Linked DNA regions of Ovis aries: region 1 is linked to region 2. The links are chromatin contacts, called in public Hi-C maps. All regions are on one chromosome and are shown on one strand. The core of a region is the stretch at or near the end of the contact, and the rest is flanking DNA. Distances in the headings are between cores, read along the strand shown.

What was found. Hi-C and Micro-C count contacts between places; a contact is called where the count stands out from the background.
Region 1: a Hi-C map of liver shows a contact between it and region 2, with 7 times the contacts expected there. The contact joins the promoter of PDS5A here to the enhancer-like site in region 2. A contact is called at or near these places in 7 of 16 Hi-C or Micro-C datasets (blood, liver, muscle and 1 more).

The regions. Positions count from the first base shown.
Region 1 is chr6:59,740,341-59,744,509 of ARS-UI_Ramb_v3.0, forward strand. PDS5A (PDS5 cohesin associated factor A) reads right to left here and starts at 2,376. Exons shown (of 33, transcript XM_015096447.3): 1 at 2,182-2,376; 2 at 1,149-1,326. The coding sequence starts at 1,286. It overlaps LOC101110238 (ATP-dependent RNA helicase DHX29-like), which reads left to right and starts at 1,607. Exons shown (of 6, transcript XM_042251084.2): 1 at 1,607-1,639; 2 at 1,766-2,374; 3 at 2,418-2,793. The coding sequence starts at 1,607.
Region 2 is chr6:59,309,098-59,313,179 of ARS-UI_Ramb_v3.0, forward strand. LIAS (lipoic acid synthetase) reads left to right here. Exons shown (of 10, transcript XM_042251319.1): 7 at 2,481-2,626; 8 at 3,279-3,349. Among named protein-coding and RNA genes, the nearest start is that of RPL9, 12 kb to the left of the region's middle. Within about 2 kb of position 2,099, at least 7 of the 54 cell types and tissues checked have an H3K27ac peak or open chromatin away from gene starts, as enhancers often do. A contact at or near this core is called in liver, where this site is marked.

The sequences.
Region 1 (4,169 bases), core at 1,126-3,625, 430 kb after region 2:
TCTAACAGCAAAGGGGAAAGATTATTTTCTAAAATACATTTCAACAAGTTGCCCAAGGGGAAGACTGGCAAGGTGTCAATACTGTTGCTTTCCTCACCTTCCACACACTCCAATTCATCAGTAGAACTCTGAAATGTCTTGGATTGTTCTTGGATTGCTCTTGGATTGTTCCCTATCTCTCTATTCCCACTATCATAGCCCCACTTCATGATTTCAACATCTTTGACCTAGACTACAGTTTAACAGTCTCCTAGCTGGACTCCCTATCTCCAGTCTTCCCCTATTCCAATCCAGCCCCCAATGGTGACCAAAAAAGAAAAAATGTCTTCAGCACTGCCAAATGTTCCTTAGGGGTCAAAGAGGCTGTGGTTGAGAACTACTGCATCAAGCTGATCCTTTAGTAAGAGGAACACTTACTTTGTAAGGCTGTGGCCACAATCTATAACCATGTAACAGAAAACAAAAAATTAACTTACCTAAAGGCTGAAACTTACAACCTTCACACTAGGACCACCATGTTTAAAAATAAGCTGACGCCTTATAAAATAAGCCATAATCACTGTCCCTTAAAACCCCTTTGAACATGTGGACATAAGCCATCACTCTACTTCAAGCCTTTTTGAAAAGTCAGTACTTTCTGTTAAAGTTTAATCATACTACTTACATATTTAAGTTTTTGGATATTAGAAAGTTGTGATAATTTTTAAAATGCATTTTGCACTTAAATCAGTCTCCTAGAAGCTGATGAAAATCTTCCTAGGCAAATTATTGCCTACCTTTAAATCTGCAAGCTACTTTGAATAGTATTCTCAAAAATATTTCTAGACAAAAAAAACCTTAAAAATATTCGAATTTTTATACTTAGAGGAAAAAAAAAAACAGTAAAATTAAAAAATATCACATAGATACCCTTTTAATTTCCCATAATGATTATGGCCTTAACAGAGATTACTAGTCAAAGATACAGCCAAGACAGAACAATACCTTTCAGAGGGGGTAAAAGAAAAGACATAAAATATCTTTAAAAAAAAAACAACACCTGGTAGGTGAAACTTAAGGCCAGGCCTAGCAGAGCAGTAATACCACAGGAGAGAGCACCTCCTACCACAAACGTCTGAAGTGAGAATATTCTGTCCAGAGAAACTTACCTTCAGTCGTTTGATCATTTCGTCCGTGGTGATCTTGTCGGTGATCTCCTTTACCCCCGGAGGGTAAGCGATCTTCCCGTCGGCACTCACGACGCCACAGAGGGCAGTGGCAGGCTTGGGCTGCGCGGTGAAGTCCATCCTGGGGGACAACTTTTCTTTCACAGTCCTCTACCGGCCTCTATCGGTCAGAAAACAAAAGTTCAGCGGGAAAGGGGCGACTTTGTAACCTCTTTTTTCATTTCAAAAATCCTAATCTGCAAAGGGTCCTTTCTCCAGGGAGGCCCGGGGCTCGGCGGCGGCCCCCCTACCCACTCGTTCCCGGGGCTTGGATCCTGGTGGCCGCCTCGCCGCCCCCACCCACGCGGGCCCCGCCAACCTCGGGCCCTCGGGGCTCCCCGGCACCGGCGGCCGCGGGAAGCGCCGAGCAGAGCCAGGAGTTTCCCATTCCTCCTTTCACAATGAAATCCCACCCCCAAGCACCGAGGTCCGAAGTTTGGAGGCTTTGAGAGCCCAGCGAGCCCCCTAAGGCCCCGGTTCGGTCAGAGAGAAGCCTCGAATCCCCACCCGGCCGGTCCCCTCCGGGAAAGGAGACGCGAGGCCTATAGGGCTCGGCTTAGGCCGCAAAACTAGGGACCCAACGGGACCTACACGCAGCGGCGGCTCCTGGGAACCTACGCCCTTGCCGGGCAAAGCTTCGGGACCCCAGGTGGCCCCGCCACGCTCCCGCCCCTCCCGTGTCCCGGTCCCTCACCCCGCGGGAGGGGAAAACAAGCTGCCCTCCACCCCGAACCCCAAGCCAGGAAGCGGCTGACGCGGCTCCGCACTTCACATTTTGTTCCTTCAACTTCGGCTCAGGGACCGCGAAGGCTTCTCTCGCCCCCGGCCACTCGGCGCAGTCCGGTGCCGCCGAGGCCTTATCGGCACCTCCAGGCAGCCCCGCCGGGCCTCAGTCCTGCGCCCCCCCTCTCCGGTCTCCCCTTCCGTCCCCTCCCTCCCCAGCCGAGGGCGGGAGCCGAGCCGCCGCCGCCTTTACCTCCTCCTCATGCGGGCGGAAGGTGCATCGAGCGCCCGGGCCTCTGTCAGGTGGTTGCGGAGCCGCCGCCCCTCTCCGGGCTGCACACAAAGCGGCTCCGCGGGTCCCGCCGCCGCCGCCGCCCGCCCCGGAGCGGCGCTGGGGCTGGCGGTGCCGAGGAGGAGCAGTCGCCGCGGGGGGAGACGCGGGGCGAGTGAGAGCTGGGCGGGGAGACACTGCCGCTCTCCGTCTGGCAGAGGAAAAGCAGCCTCGGAGAAGCCTCCTCCGGGAGCGTGTGCGCGTGTGTCCGCCCCGGACCCCGGCTGCCCGCCCGCCAGCACCTCGCGCCGGCCGGGTCCGCCGACCCGGACCCGGACGCCCCTAGCAGCGGCGCGCGCGCGGCCGTCCGTACTCCCGGCAGCCGGCGCCTCTCGCACACACCGACGGGTCACGCGAGCGGTGCGAGAGCACGCGAGAGCAGGGAGCGCGCCTCGCTCCCGCCCCTTCCTCCGCCGGCCTTGCCTCCGCCTCCCTCGGGCCTCAAGCGGCGGCGCGCGGGGCAAACAGCGCCGCCACCCGGTTGGCGCCAACACCTGCCGCACCGAGCGCCTTCGAGAGGACCGGACCCAAAAGGCGAGCAGAGGAGGAGCCTGGCTGGCGGGAAGCGACCCGGCGCCCACGGCCTTTTGGGGCCAAGTTGGATGAACGGAGTTTATTACCGTTTGCCGCGGAGTTGAGTTCTTGACTTTTGGGATTCATCCTAAACGACGTGGATGGAAATGGTTGAAAAATGGTTAATTACTCGGTGATAATGAACCTCCCTAGGGACAGAAGATCTGCAACCTGAGGAAAAGTTTTGCAACATGGCACAACGTGTGCTTCTCATTCTTGTTTCTTTTGACAGCCACCAGAGTTTGCCCTCTCCTCTTTAGATCTCTAAAATTAATATTTTGAAAACTGCAAAATATGTAAATTGCACTGAGTCGAGTAGTTCTCAAAGAATAGAAGAAATTTCCTGGACTGCACTCCCAATCAGGATTTCTGAGACTGGAATTCAGAAATAAGCATGTTTACAAATTGGAAAGCTAAGTCTTATGAATATGGAGTAACTCATTAAAAATTTTTTTAATATACCAAAGGATAGCTTTTTCTTTCAGCCAAAGGAAAACTCAGTGTAGTGGTGTTTGAGCAGTTTAAAATAAAAAACTGAAGCAAATGAACCTCTGGAGCACATATATAATTTCCAAAGATGAAGTTAGAAAGAGAAAATAATTTGAAATAGTCTTCAGTTCTTGAAACTGATCGCTACTGTACTTTAAAATGATATCTGATTATTTAAATTATTCTTGATGGATGTTAATTGGTCTTTTCCACATCCTTTATTTGATCTTAAAAATATTATAGGTGCTGCCCTCACTGAATTGTTTTTCAAGTAATATAAAAGGAAGCAATTATCTCAGAATCTAATACACCGCAGTTGCTGATTTGCTAGTTCAGTTCAGTTCTGTTCAGTCGCTCAGTCGTGTCCCACTCTGCGACCCCGTGAATTGCAGCACGCCAGGCCTCCCTGTCCATCACCAGCTCCCGGAGTTTACCCAAACTCATGTCCATCCAGTCGGAGATGCCATCCAGCCATCTCATCCTCTGTCGTCTCCCCTCCTCCTGCCCCCAAGTCCCTCCCAGCATCAGGGTCTTTCCCAGTGAGTCAACTCTTTGCATGAGGTGACCAAAGTATTGGAGTTTCAGTTTCAGCATTAGTCCTTCCAATGAACACCCAGGACTGATCTCCTTTAGGATGGACTAGTTGAATTTCCTTGCACTCCAAGCGACTTTCAAGAGTCTTCCCCAACACCACAGTTCAAAAGCATCAATTCTTTGGTATTCAGCTTTCTTCACAGTCCAACTCTCACATGCATACATGATCACAGGAAAAACCATAGCCTTGACTAGATGGACCTTTGTTGGCCATGTAATGTCTCTGCTTTTGAATATGCTATCTAGGTTGGTCA
Region 2 (4,082 bases), core at 849-3,348:
GTGGTGCTTTCTACATCTGTTCTCTCATAAAACAACTCCAAAAAAAAAAGTTGCAATTTGGTTTGTGAAAAAGTCTATTAGTTTCTCAGTCATTTCTACTGCTTATCAAAGGGAACAGCTCTATTACCTAGTTCATACTTTAATGCTTGAATGCATAGTATAAATAGATAAATGTTTAGCTTGTATTTCATTTAAGCAAAGCTCATGACTCAGCAACTCAGAAGACAGGTTTTAAAGCCCAGAACACTTGTGAAATATTTTACCAAGAGGAGGGCATTATTCATGAATTTTAAAAGAAATCAAAATTAAGGCAATCACTTTATATTCACATAAGAGGTACCCCAATTTACTTTCATAAAAATATGTTATTTTTTATTTAATATTTAATATTTTAATTTCTTCAAACACCTTTTAATAAAGTTTAAAAGTTTATGTCATCCCAAAATTTATTCTGATCATTATTTGCAAGCAGATGTGTTTTAACCACAGTGTATATATTATCTGATGTTCTAGGTTGTCACTGTTTTCATTTAACAGTTCATATATAAGCATTTGTCTGTTGGTGCTGTTCTTGGCAAGATTCTGAAGCTTACTGTGCTGAAACTGATGCTGAATGCATACTGATGATTTCTATTTTGAGCAAGTTTCGTCAATTCTTTTCCTCAGTGTGATACCTATCTCTTTTTCACTATAGGAATCCAAAAATTCTTGTGGAATGTCTCACCCCTGATTTCCGAGGAGATCTTAAAGCGATAGAGAAAGTTGCCCTGTCAGGATTAGATGTATACGCACATAATGTAGAAACAGTTCCAGAATTACAGAGGTGATTTCATGTATGGAGTAATGTTGGGAAGTTTGGAGGGTCAAATCTGCTATACTTTCTTTCAGGGGAGAAGATTGTAATTTTATAAAGTGAACTCTCTTTAAACAAAACTGTGTTTTTTAAAAAATATATATATGTCTAGTACAGAAATATTAGAAAATATAGACAACAAAAAGAGTGTAGACATCATCCATATTTCCACCTGGTAATATCAGTTACTTACATCTCAGTGTCTATATACTTACATATTTATGCATGTGTGTATATGTTTTGGTATACGCATACAAACATAACTAGCATCTTTTTTTCTTTCCTTTTTTTGGTAAAGTATTGCAAGTGCTGATGAGCTGGGTTTTTTTCCCAAAGAACAATTTTCAAAAAGAAACATATTACAAAAGAGCAATTGATTGTAGTTCTAAAAAAGGACATATAACAATGCATTTGACAATAATATATACAGTAAGTGATGCTGAAAAAAAATGGTATCATTCAGATGTATTTTAAGTCTCTTTTAAAAAAGTAGGTACTGTGCTTTCTTACTCTTCCTAGTAATTTTAGTAGTTAAGAATAATTATAGATTGTTATTCTGTATCAATAACTATTCGTATTTCAGAAAAATAAAAAATTTCAGGCAAGATTATACATTCATTTTCATTATTTTAGTAAAGCATTTGGTAGTGATTTTATTAGGTTCTACACGTTATTCTGTGTCAGAAGTATGATAAACAACAACCAGCATTTCTACTAAATCATAACTGTATTAGGGAGCATAATTTAAATTCAGTGGATAAATACTTTCAAAAAGTATTTTCCTTATTATCAGTATTGTGGTTACTTTTAAATTCATAAATTTGTTCCCTCTCCTCCTGTGTGAACTGGTCTCTGATTAAAAATAGCAACCATAACAACAGATCAGTTACACAGAATAAAGGTACATTAGAGTTCAAATCAATGCAATTTAACGTCAGCAACTGTGTCCTTTGGGCCTTTATCCATTTAAAACTTGGTGGTTTGTCCCCTGTTGAAGTCAAGCACACAGCCTGTTCCAGCCTTGTCATATCTTATGATCCCACCACCAGTGGGTGCCAGTTTCTCTGTTTTCATTTAAAAAACATTATCCTTTCCAGTGAAAATTCCAGAATAGTGCTTTTTTTTTTTTTTAAACCTAAGAAATGTCAATGCTGTGAGTTACCAGCAGAGGGCAGCTTAGTCTTTAGAAAAGAAATGAACATAGAAGTTTCAGTCCTCTGAAATGGTTCAGGTTAAACAGTTTTTTCTTTGTTCAGTATCGAAATTTTCTTCCATGTTTCCCCCTTCTCTCAGTTACCCTTATAACCACTCATTCTCCGGCTGAAGAATCCTGGTTTCTCAATAAGTAATTCATAAACTGAATTACTTCATTCATGACTTCTGTTCTCATTTTCCCTGCCCCAGGCTTGAAAGGCCTGAAAAGTCAACAGAACTGGGGGCCTAGTGAAGCCTTATTTTCTTTCCCAAAGTAACAGTTAGACATTTGTGCACAAATGCTGCCATTGACCCATATGATGCAGCGTGATGTCCAGAATGTACCTTCCTGGTGTTTCAGCTTGCTTGCATAATTATGTACTTAGTTGAGTTTGTGGTTATTCTTGCTGACAACAGCTCTGCTGTTTTCAAGGAAAGTTCGTGATCCCCGGGCCAATTTTGACCAGTCTCTACGCGTACTAAAACATGCCAAGGAGGTTCGACCTGATGTTATTTCTAAAACATCTATTATGTTGGGTTTAGGTGAGAATGATGACCAAGTATATGCCACGATGAAAGGTAAAGAAATTGAAAAATGAAAACTCTTTTCCATTTAACTTGAGTGATAGCAGGAATCCCACTTTGGAAGACCTGGTATGCTTTCTCCATAGTCTCAGTGAAAGTGCTAGTGAGAACAAAAATTTAGGATGTGGTTATAAACAGCAGCATAGAAAGGAAAGGAAGAATGTTTTCTTAAAACTTTATGGAATGATGTACAGGATGCTTAGAATGTGGAATTTGCATTCCATTTTATTCCTTACCCTTTCATCAACTAAAAACATGATTTTGTCTGCTTTTCTTGTCCAGTCAAGACAATTTTTGAGTGCTAGCCAGGTACCAGGAGCTCTGTCAACCACTGACAGCTCAAAGATGACTAAGATGAATCCAGGCCTTTGAGAAAGTGCTTACTTACAGCATTGTTACATAGCATGGTGTGCTTTTGACTTTTAGTCTATTAAATCTGTTTGCTTTGCAATTCTTGAGCTTCTTAAATTTTAAAATATAAAAGCTTTTATTTTACCTGAAGGCCCTTGGCGAACTTGCAGTTATCTATTGGTTCGAAGAGTAATAAGTTCAAATAATAATTAAAAGCTACTCTTTACAGCAATGCATACAGATAGCACTGTAAAAAAAAAATCTGCTCATGTAATGTGTGCTTTTCTTCCTATAGCTCTTCGTGAGGCAGATGTGGACTGTTTGACTTTAGGACAATATATGCAGCCAACAAAGCGCCACCTTAAGGTACAACTACCATAGGTTGCCAAATGTTTCTTGGCAGTTTGAATTAAATCTTTATTTTCTATAGGTAAAATTCAGAAGCTGCTTTTTAGTGTAATGTTCCATGTATATTTCTGAGTTCCCGTTCCATTTTATTATCTGCATAAAGCGGCTATTCTGGCACTTATTTGCTGCCCTCAATATTGTCTTACGAAAGTGACCTATAGGAAAAAAACTTTTGAGTTGGGAAGTACATTCATATCACTCCTACCAGTCTTGTGATTTGTTTTAGAATTATATGAGAGCCAGAGGTGAAGTAAGAAAGAAAAGCCAGTCTCCCTATTTCTATATCAGACATTTATTCATTCATTCAGAAAACTTTTTTTGAGTAAAACTTTCTGGCACTTGTCCATGTGCCAGACACAGTGCTGAGCAGAAGATACAAGATAAGTAACACAGTCTTATCCTTAGGGATCGATCTTACAGGCATGACTGATCCTTTCTCTTTTGGAATAGCTGCTGCTGCTAAGTCGCTTCAGTCGTTTCCGACTCTGTGCAACCCCATAGACGGCAGCCCACCAGGCTCCCCTGTCCCTGGGATTCTCCAGGCAAGAATACTGGAGTGGGTTGCCATTTCCCTCTCCAATCCATGAAAGTGAAAAGTGAAAGTGAAGTCGCTCAGTCGTGTCTGACTCTTATCGACCTCATTGGAATAGCTAGTGTAATACAAAATTGATGTTTCCCCTTCACTGTAATT